Regions from separate parts of the Mus musculus genome. Here regions 1 and 2 are each linked to region 3. Evidence: chromatin contacts called from public Hi-C data. All regions are on one chromosome and are shown on one strand. The core of a region is the stretch at or near the end of the contact, and the rest is flanking DNA. Distances in the headings are between cores, read along the strand shown.

Evidence for each region. A called contact is a pair of places that touch in the nucleus more often than the background predicts.
Region 1: a Hi-C map of the G1E-ER4 cell line shows a contact between it and region 3, with 5 times the contacts expected there. A contact is called at or near these places in 3 of 484 Hi-C or Micro-C datasets (CD4 T cells, CD8 T cells and the G1E-ER4 cell line).
Region 2: a contact with region 3 is called in a Hi-C map of CD8 T cells, with 9 times the contacts expected there. A contact is called at or near these places in 1 of 39 promoter capture datasets (pre-B cells), 3 of 484 Hi-C or Micro-C datasets (CD4 T cells, CD8 T cells and regulatory T cells) and 1 of 9 other capture datasets (liver).

The regions. Positions count from the first base shown.
Region 1 is chr19:24,278,379-24,281,966 of GRCm38.p6, forward strand. Fxn (frataxin) reads right to left here and starts at 2,212. Exons shown (of 5, transcript NM_008044.3): 1 at 2,029-2,212. The coding sequence starts at 2,187.
Region 2 is chr19:23,686,045-23,689,501 of GRCm38.p6, forward strand. Ptar1 (protein prenyltransferase alpha subunit repeat containing 1) reads left to right here and starts at 1,356. Exons shown (of 7, transcript NM_028208.1): 1 at 1,356-1,501. The coding sequence starts at 1,416.
Region 3 is chr19:27,428,478-27,431,771 of GRCm38.p6, forward strand. Pum3 (pumilio RNA-binding family member 3) reads right to left here and starts at 1,431. Exons shown (of 18, transcript NM_177474.5): 1 at 1,315-1,431. C030016D13Rik (RIKEN cDNA C030016D13 gene) reads left to right here and starts at 1,560. Exons shown (of 1, transcript NR_027987.1): 1 at 1,560-3,294.

The DNA.
Region 1 (3,588 bases), core at 962-3,461, 3.1 Mb before region 3:
AATGCTGAGCCATCTCTCTATCCCCTACTCCATCATCATCCGCTGGAGGGGGTAGCCCTATAGAGTTGCAGTGCTCACTTACTTGTTCCTAGGGGGCACAGGTTGGGTCCCTATAAGTCTCAGGGTCATAACTATCAAATGGCCAATGCGTATGCATAATTCTGTTTGTGCATGTCTGTCTAAAGACACTTTATTTATTATATATTATTGGTTTGTCAGCTTTGAACTTGAAGCAAGAACACTTATAACTCATGCTGAAGTGAGGTGTTTCTTTTTTTCTTTCTTTCTTTCTTTCTTTCTTTCTTTTTTTTTTTTTTTTTTTTCTCGAGACAAGGTTTCTCTGTGTAGCCCTGGCTGTCCTGGAACTCACTCTGTAGACCAGGCTGGCCTCGAACTCAGAAATCCGCCTGCCTCTGCCTCCCAAGTACTGGGATTAAAGGCCTGTGCCACCACTGCCCACCTGAGTGAGGTGTTTCTTTCATACATTTTCTTTGCAAGCCATTCCACAATCTTACTATGTTTACTGTGGCTCTAGGCTTGGGGACCACTTTCAAACGACAAAGTCTCCCACAGGTACATCGACGCAAACAGGCATTTCGCTGAAGAGACTGAATATCTGCTCACTCCGTGACAGCGGAATCAAGCCTTGTTGGACAACGGCCGGGAGGGGACACCTTCCATGAGCCTTGCGCTTTTGGCCAGTCTGCCGCTTTCAAAGTGACTGTAGGAGCATCAGGGTAGACAACTGGGGACCGTAAACGATATTGAGCCACTGAGAACAGACTCTGAGCATAAAGATGGACCGACTGTATTTGCATTGTACAGGCGAGGAAACGGAGATGCCAAAGACAAAGTTGCTCAGGCTCTCAGAGATGCAGAAATCCAAAGTGCACAGCTGCAACTGGAGCCCAGCTGTCAGGCGCCAGGCAAGGGAAGAACAGGGCAGTAAACATCCAAGAAAGTGTTTGAGGAAGCATGGGTTACAGGTTCGGCCCTTCAAACCCTAGCCGTCTCTCTCTCTGACCAGTCCACTTTTGTTTGTTTTGTTTTTAAACTTTCTTTTTCAGTGTTATAGAAAGAACCCAAGAACTCTTGAACGCTAAGTGACCATGTCACTGCTGAGCTACAAAGCTAGCCCTATTTTTATTATTGTTTTTTATTTTAATGACAGGACCTCAAGAATCCTAAGCTGGGTTTAAACCTGTAGACATTATTATCCCACAGCCTACTCCACCTTTGTCCATAGCTCTCCCCTTCCTAGAATGCTCCCCAGACCCGTTCTTTGGCATCTATCACGGCCCTCTCCGGAAAGCCTTCCTTCACCCTACTGCTGTCTTTTCAAGCCACGGAGTAACAGATTCTGTTCTTTGCATCTACTAAGAACCGAGACTTATCTGAAGTGCTAAGGCCTTTGCGAATACAGTTTAATTCTCCCGCCAAAATCGCAAAATGGGTGTTACCCTTTAATCTCCTCGGAACAGAAAGCCAAGCCCTGCCCCCAGACAGTTAGGGTCTCCCCAAGGTCACAGGGCTCTCCAGCGCCGCGCAGTCAGAACGTGGAACCAAGATCCCCTCATTTTCCAAAAGCTGGACTCTAGGGCTCTGCTGCTACACCTGTGATCCCAGCAGAGAGGAGGCAGGAGGATCACAGGATTGAAGCCACTTTGGGGTACTCAGCCAATCCTAGGCTAGCCAGGGATACAGAGTGAGGCAAACAAGCAACAAAAAGCCCTGCTCAGAGCAACTCCACAACCCCATTAGTCTCACGCCCTGAAAAAGGCAACTTCGGAGTGCACACAATAATAAACACGCCCTGCTGCACACGCTATACATCCTGTGTTAATTACGGAAACTCGTCTTTTCCCATCCCCACCGCCAAGGTCCGAAGCCCGCGCAAACACCGCGCGCGCCCTGCACCCAAACGCGCGCGCAACCAGAGCGACTCGGCGCGTGCGCGCTGCGCGTCCCCGGCATAGGGGCGGGCGCGGCCTGCGCTCCGGTGTGCGGCCCGGCGAAGCGCGTACTCACGGCGTGGCGGGTGGCGCCGGCGTTGACTGTGACATGTAGGCCTCGGCGGCCGCAGGTTACGATCGGTTCCCTCCAGCGCGGGTTCCCGACCCAGGCGGAGGCCCGGGACGCCGTCCGGGGCAGCAAGCCCACGGCTGCGCGACCTCCGAACGCCCACATGCTACTCCAGCTCCGCGGCCGCTCCGCCCCGCGCGAGGACTCGGTGGTGCCACCTGGTGGCCGTGCCCCCCCCCCGCCCCCCCCCGCCCCCCCCCCCCCCCGAGCGCCGCGGCTGGGCTCCTGCGCGCAGGTCCAGCACTACAGCCCTGTGCAGACCTTTAACCAGAACCCAGAACCTGCTCTGCGCCAAACTCGCAACGTATCCCTTGGGCAGCACTAGTGTGTAAACACTGACCCCTGCAAGTTTATTCGCTGACAACAATTTTACAGAGTGGTAGTGGGTGATTCTGAAGATACGCTGGTGATCAAAATAGCTTTGCTTAAAAAACAAAACAAAACTAGTTCTAACAGCTAGCTTCAACTGCCCGATCATCTCAAATTCCGCATCTCTTAGGCAATAGAAGTACCAGGCAGCATGAATGGAGGAGGGGCTTCCGTAGCCCCAGGCTCAGCCGAGGAACTATTGGTTGCTGATGGCTATAGGATGAGGGAGGGTGAGTTTTCTTCTGGGATATGGCCTCTGATTGGCTGTCCTAGCTCCATGGGGATGGTCCTACACTGTATACACTGTTAGGGCTAAGTGGAGTCGGTTTAAAAAAAAAAAAATTCAGAGCGGTGGTAGTGTACACCTTTAATCCCAGCACCCGAGAGGCAGAGTCAGGTATATGGAGTTCGAGGCCAGCTTGAGCTACATAGTGAGTTTCAGAACAGCCGGAGCTACATAGTGAGACCTAGTCAAAATAAATAAGTAAATAAACAAATAAACACATAAATAAATAAAAATTTAAAAAGGAACATAAAATTGGGAGGAGGGGTGGGGTGGTTCGGTAGGAGTTGGGAGTGGCAGGTGAGTTTGATCGAAAACACATTGTATACATGTATGGGATTCTGAAACAACAGTAGGAATAAGGAAGTGCCCGGCTGAAGTACCCGAATGCTTCTTGGATGAGGAGTAGTCAGGACTGGTGATTGGTTCTCCTCATAGCTGTTTTTTTTTTTTTCCCCCCCAGCAGCCCCAACAGGTTCCTCACACTCCTGGTAGTTCTCCTGGCTTTTATGTCAGTGTGAGAAGGAGTCTGTGCATTGTCTCGGGTTGCCATTATGACACTGGAGAACTCTGAGCTTCAAGAGTTAAGAGACAGTGTCAGAGGAGTCTTTTGCCTCCAGGGTCTCAAGAAGGATTGAATGACAGCAGCGGTCAGCAGCAAAGCGTTTAAGAACATCCTCCATGTACCACCTGACTTGGGATACTATTGCTTCTGATTTCCCACAAAAAGCCACAAAGGAAAGGGGAAGTTTGTAGTGACTGCTAATGCAACCCTCCCCCTCTCTCTTTCTCTCTCTCCTTCCTTCCTCTCCTTCTCCCTCTCTGACCTGTAGCTAATTTTCAGATATGGAATT
Region 2 (3,457 bases), core at 106-2,605, 3.7 Mb before region 3:
GTGGAGCATGTGCCCCTGTGGCATGGTGGGGCATCTTTTGGGTATATGCCCAAGAGTGGTATAGCTGGGTCTTTAGGTAGACCTATTTCCAATTTTCCGAGGAACCTCCAGTAGCATATTACTTTTTAAAAAAATGTAAAAGATGTGTGTGCGTGTATGTTCCCACAGAAGCCAGAAGAGGATGTTGGATCATCTGGAGCTGGGGTTACAGGTGGTTGTGGTTGCTAAAAACAAGTGTACTTCATTGCTAAGCCATCTCTCCAGCCCCTGGTATCACTCTTCGACAGGACTCTTGAACTTGCTCTTGGTCTAGGGATGCAACACACCCCATTTGTCTCACTGCTTCTCCCAGAGCTTGTCAGAGTCTTTTAGGGTCTTAATCAGGTCTGTTTTGCTTTCCACAAGTTTGTAGACTGTCTCTTGTTTCTTCACCAGGATCAGGACCAACCACAGTTTGCTTTTCAGAGATCCAAGTTTCAAATAGCCCAGCCAAAGATAACCTTGAATGTCACCTCCTGTTTTTACCTCCCAAGATCACAGCCACGCACTACCTTGCCAGGGCCAAAAACCAAAAATTAAAAAGATACAGACTTCAAGCATCAGAGAAGGAGGAAGAGGAGGAGGAGGACGGGGAGGAGGAGGAGGAGGAGGAGGGAGAGGAGGAGGAGGAGGAGGAGGAGGAGGAGGAGGAGACACCATCACCAGTTAGAGGCAGTCAGAACTTTGTACTTAGAAGGGACAAATAAACCTGATATATAAAAATAAAAATTTTAATTACAACACTTTTAAAATCCAAATGGAACAGAGCAATCTTATAATTTGTGGAGCAAGAGAGGTCAGGAACAATTGTCAAAGCCTTTATTTTATTTTATACTCCAAATTAACGTAGTGATCACGAAATGTATCAAAAATGCTAAAAGTACAGAAGTACAGTGGGTTACTTTTGTTTTTAACCTTATCCCCGAGATCTGAAGGGTTCTTTCTCCTGTACTTTCTTTCCTTTGCTTACTACATTACAAGATCTAACTAAACGCGCTACTTTACACTTCATGCATAAAGTAGCACAGGCGTGCAAAAGGAGGTCAGCAACCCGCCTCCTCCCCGGGTGGGCCGGTGAAGCGGGCCTGGTGCAGCCATCCGGAGGTCCCTGGGTAAAGGCCACTCTGGGACACGGCTGCTCGGAGAAGTGCGGGGGAAGCCTCCTTCCTCCACGCCTAGTGAACCAAAACTCCACCAAAAGCCACCGAGCTCGAAGAGCCGGCCCAACCCAGCGGTGCTGCGGCCCTCCCTGACCCGGAAGTGCTCGGCGGCCTCGGCGAGAACGCGCCTGAGCCAGCGCGCGCGCGCGCCCCCGCGGAACTCCCGCCGGCGGCTGGGCTCTGCCGGAGGCGCGCCCGATCGCGGCGGCCGCCAACATGGCCGAGTCGAACGAGGAGGTGGCGGTGCTGGTGCAGAGGGTGGTGAAGGACATCACCAACGCCTTCCGAAGGAACCCGCACATGTGAGTGGCGCGCCCTGCGCCGCCGGGGTCGTCGGGGGCGGCTCGGGGCCGCGCTCTAGTCCACTCGCCGGGGCCGCTCGGGGCCCACGCGCGCTTCCGACAGGCGGAGCGCGGCTGGGACTGTCGCGCCGAGCCGGCTGGCCGTTACCAAGACGCGTGGCGGGGCAGTGCCGGGGAGCGACCTCCGAGAGCCACGTCGGAGCGTGGAGTTTTCTGCCCTGCGCGACGCGTCCCGGGAGTTGTGGCAACTCTTCTCCCCGCCGCCCTCCGCCGGGATGCGCTTGCCCCGCGGGCCACTACCGTGGGTCTCTGTGTCTTGGAGGCGACTCTCGGTTGCATCCAGTGCGTGGCTATAGAGGATTATCCACCCCATCATACTCCCTACAGCCCCCTTTCGGGTTAACTAAAGGTGATTGGAAGCTGCCTTTGACTTTTCGACTCGCTTGTCACAAAATTGCAAAGCGAGTCGGATGTAACAATTTTTGAAGGTGACCTGAGTGGATCTTATAAAGCTGTTGCAAACTGGATACTTTTTTTTTATTAGTAGCGCGTCCGAAGTTACAGACGAGCATCTTAAGGCATTCTTACCTAGCATTGTTGCCTTCTAAAAGTTCACTCCTGAACTGATACATATATTATCTCTTTCTCCTCCCTTTCCATTTTATTTGTTACTCTCTAGGAAGATACTCTTAAGATTGTATTTTTCTTTTCCTGATACTCTCCCTTTAACGAATGGAAAGGAAGCTACTAAAGAGTTACCTACATCAGTATACAAAAGAATAAGAAGCCAGAATGTAGCCCATTCCTGGGGAAACAAACATGAAGTCCGGTTTTGTATTATTTTCTCATTGGTTATACAATTTATTTTTAATATTTTAATTTTTTTTACTAAAACACATGAATTATTTTTACGCATTCTAGCCTCCTTAGCTTTTCCACTAAATGAAAGGCCAAACACTTTAATCAAGTGTTCTTTTCCTCCAAGATGATCTCAGAAAAGAATTTAGAAGTCCTCAGATGGCCTGCTTTCTTCTCTCAATTAAGGACTTAAAACTGTACTTCCTTCAAGACAAAAGACTACTGGCCTCTAAACATACCTGCCAGCCCCGACAGCCCCTAAGTCGTCCTCCTTTCCTCTTTTGACTGCTGACTTTTTTCCCCAATGAGTGTTTGGAGTGATTTCCTGGCAGTAGCCATAGTGGCTGCTGGGCCTTTTAAGGAATGCTTTGATGTCTTGTGTGTCTGTCTTTGAGGCCCTTTTTGAGAATTCCAGCTGCAGAGCAAGTAAAAGACACATCCTTTGGGGGGGGGGGGGAAGCTGGGCAAGTGAGAAGGTTCATTTTTTAATCACTGGTGTCATTTTCTAAAACATTGTAACAAAGGTTAGACATTTAATATCGTGATCACTCCAGTTTCTCATCTTTGAGGTGGACAAAAAATACTATATTTGGCGAAATTATGATTAGTTAGTTCTGGAGGTTGACCCAGTGGAATGTGGATCAGGTCTCTGTTTTTCTGGATCATCAAAAACTCCTAAAGGGCTTCAACTCCTCTCTCTTCATCATAATTTTATTCTGCGGTCTCACTAATATATACTCTGTCAACATAGAATTTATGGCTATTTGTAAGTATTTGGGTCATTTGAATTTATAAAGGTTTGAAAGAAGTGAAGGCTTGAGAGAAGTTGGGCACTTGAAGTAAGTTTCGTAAGCTGTAAACATTGAAATCGCTCAATTCATTGTTTAGTATTTGTCAGCAGCTGTATTTTAGTACATATTCCATACAGTAGGAGTATCTTCTATCCATCTTTTAAAATGTCTTTTGTGTTAGACTTTTCAGAAGTGCCAATATGTCTTTGCTTAATCTAGCCTTTTTAGACTCAAGAAGGCTGTATTTCTAGTTTTAAAAACAGATATTATCTACCTTTAAAGTTACTATCTAATAACAGTATTATAA
Region 3 (3,294 bases), core at 181-2,680:
ACGATATAGAGCCTATAGATCTATTACCCAGCTTCCCCACTGACAACTTAATAAGACAGTGTAATGAAACTTATGAAAATAACACTAGTATAACACAGGGTTTATTTGGAAATCAATTTTCTCATTCCTGTCCTCTTCCTATTCCAAGATACAGTTAATGTAGCCACCTCATGTCCTTTTTTCCAGGTTATGTCCCCTTTGGGAGTTTAAGATTTTCATTATTAGACTGAGGTTATGCTTGGGCCAGGGGAAGGGGTGGCACATGACAGCAAAGAAGTGCTGCTCTCACAGTGACAAAGCTATGCGGCAGTCATGATGATGTTAACCCTGGTCACTTAAAGCACTGTTCACCAAGTTACTAAGCAATCAAATTAACGGCTAATCCAAGAGCAAGACAAGCAAATTAGGTATTCTAGACTGTGCAGCCTTGGGACCCTGAGATAACGTCCTACACAGACCTGAGTCCTCAACACTTCTTGATTATGTATATAACTGGCGTCTTATGCTTAATGTCTGAGACACAATCCTCTGCATTCCACTACAAATTACTATCTTTCTCTCCCTGTCTATTCCTGCTGTATTCAACGGGGACCATCTACTCCACTTCGCAGAGAGAAAACTGGAGCACGGCTCCTGATGTTCACTTCTTTGGTAGTCATCGTGTACCCAACAGTAAGTTATCCTGCAGTCTCCTTAAAGATACCTCTGTCTCTACTACCAACACTCAATGCAAATCATCAAAAATCTCCTTAAGAGAGTCAAGACCTACCATGAGCCTCCCGATCTTTTCTAATAATCCTTCATTATTTTATATGCCTAGGAACACAAAGCAAAATACTTCCCACTACACAAAAATAAAGAGACTCGACACCAAGGCTCCACAGTTCTACCTTCCTCTTTGTCCAGTCCGCGCCTTACTCCTGACTTCCACCTCCGGGACATCCCACTGCCTCTGTTTAAAATACTCTTGCCTCCCATCATGCTTGGCTTATGGATCGCTTCAGTTTTCCCTGCACTGCTCCTATGCACAACGTCTGACACGGGACGAGTGGGCTGACTGTGACTCGCACAGGCCGGAGTTTGACAGCGAAACTTGTTCCTTTAGCTCTACAATAATCAAGTTAACAGAGAGGGCTTAACCCCTGCCCTCGCCAGGGTTCCTCCAACTCCGGGCCAGAGAAGCGGCCAGGTAGACCGTCCCGGAGATGGAGCTGAAGACGCCGCTCGCCCACCACCCCGCAGAGCTCCCCGCTCCCGAGCGGCCGGCGGACACTCGCCCCACACTTCCCGCACCAAACTCTCCACAACACTCACCGCACACGTGGGGCAGAAACTCGCAGAGTTCCGCCACCACCCCCCGCCGCTTCCGCTTCCGCTTCCGCGTTCTGCCCCGCCCCGGATCCGCTGATTGTAGCGTTACGTCCTGGTACTGGGGTCAAGGGGTGGAGCTTAGGAAACACGAAATCCGTAGTTCCTGTTGGTCCATTTTCGCCACACCTCTCGTCTGAGAGGGCTGCATGAGTTTTGGCCCTCGAAGGGATCCGTCCCGTGGAAGACGAGTCCGTGGCTTGGGAAAGTGACGCTTGAGCCTGCAGATTTCTGGGAACGACGCGGGTTCTCGCGAGGGCCACCCAGGTCCTGAAGGAGTTAAAAGACAGCGAAGTCTGCAAGCTGGGTTAGCGTTGGGACAGCTCGCTCGTTAGTGTCTGTTTGCGTCGTTAGTCTAGCCTGGAGGGTAAAAGCTGTACCGGAGTCTCTTCTGTTGTAATCGTGTTTGCCAACACCCATGTCTCCCTTATTTCCCACCCTAGCTGCGAATCTCCGGATAAATTAGATCCCTCGGGAACCATAAGTGTAAAGAACGGAGCACAGTCAAATATTGTGAAAAGCTCTTTCCATAAATGTGTGTGTGGCGTTTTTAATGTAGGCCCGTTCTTGGGCATGCATTTTTTCCCCCACGGTTCCACTTTAGGATATATATTTAAGGTATTACTCCATTTTAGCGAGGAAGCAATAGAAACAAACTTGGTCTTGGGGGCTGCAGAGATGGCTAAGCTGTTTTCTGCTCTTGGAGAGGACTTGGGTTCATTTCCCAGCACCTACATGGCGGCAGTTCCAGGGGATCCCACGTCGCGCCAAACAACAGAACCTTACTGCCTAACTGTTCTGAAATGCAGATGTTAGTTGGTTGAGCAGGGGGCCCTTTTTGAAGCCCCAAGGAGTGAGTGGACGTCCCATGTATCTTCAGCATCTGGTGCTTCAGACGTTCCTTGGCTTATACCTGACTCCTGCCCCTGCCTTTCATTCTCTTCCGTCTTTGTTGTGAGAACACTTGTCAGTTTGTTAAGATAGCTTGCAAATAAGCTTAGAGACTATAATTCCCTGTGGACACTGTCTCTTGTGTCGCTGGTAACACATCTTTAAGTGTTACGGCTCTGTTAGGGGAAGGCTTCAGCTGCTGGGAAAGTTTCCCTGATGCAGGTGTTACAGCTTTGCTCTGGCTCATAGAAAATTTTCCCTGTGACAGTTCTGCTCCAAAAGGTATCCTGGCAGTCAGGAGCCAAGGAATACCACAAAGTCTTGCTGCACAACTAAGCTCAGGCAAGGGATTAATTTGGAGGGAAAAGCTAAGGAGGGTGGTTGCCCTGCTTGGAAGAGAAGCAACAGAGAACTGGGCAGAATTGGGGGATGGGGAAATATATCAGGATTCTGGGGTGGGGGGTTACTTTCCAGGGTGGTCTGGGATTTTATTTTACTTTTTTCTTGTACGGCGAGACCTGGGCTGGGAATGGCTATTACAGCCTTTAAAAGATGACCATTAGGGAAGTCAAGGGCACATGTGTGTGTGGGGGGGGGGGTCTGGCTATTTCCTGCCTTGAAGCACTAGAAAGGCAGTTACAGCTGTTTTAGCCTTTACACCCTTGCTAGAGCTCCTGAGGCCAAGACCTAGCCACTTTTGTGCCTTGAGGATTTACAACGGCTACTAAGTATACAAAATTTACAAAGGGAGGTCATGGCAGAAAAGCCTGTTGCTTGAGTTGGTGTAAATGGCCAGCAATACCTATTTGAAGAAAGTGGAAAATACCACAGTTGATCCTTTTTAGAAGTACCATGTGAAGGATGTATTATAACTTCCCCTCAATATTTAATATTATACAGTTACAAGAGGCTTATGAAAGCAAATTCCATAGATATTCCATGAAGGAACGGAGTTGCAGGGCTCTATTGTGACCAATCAAGGAAAGGTTATAAATATCCTGATAAAGTCTGGCTATATTATTTTGTTTCACTTTA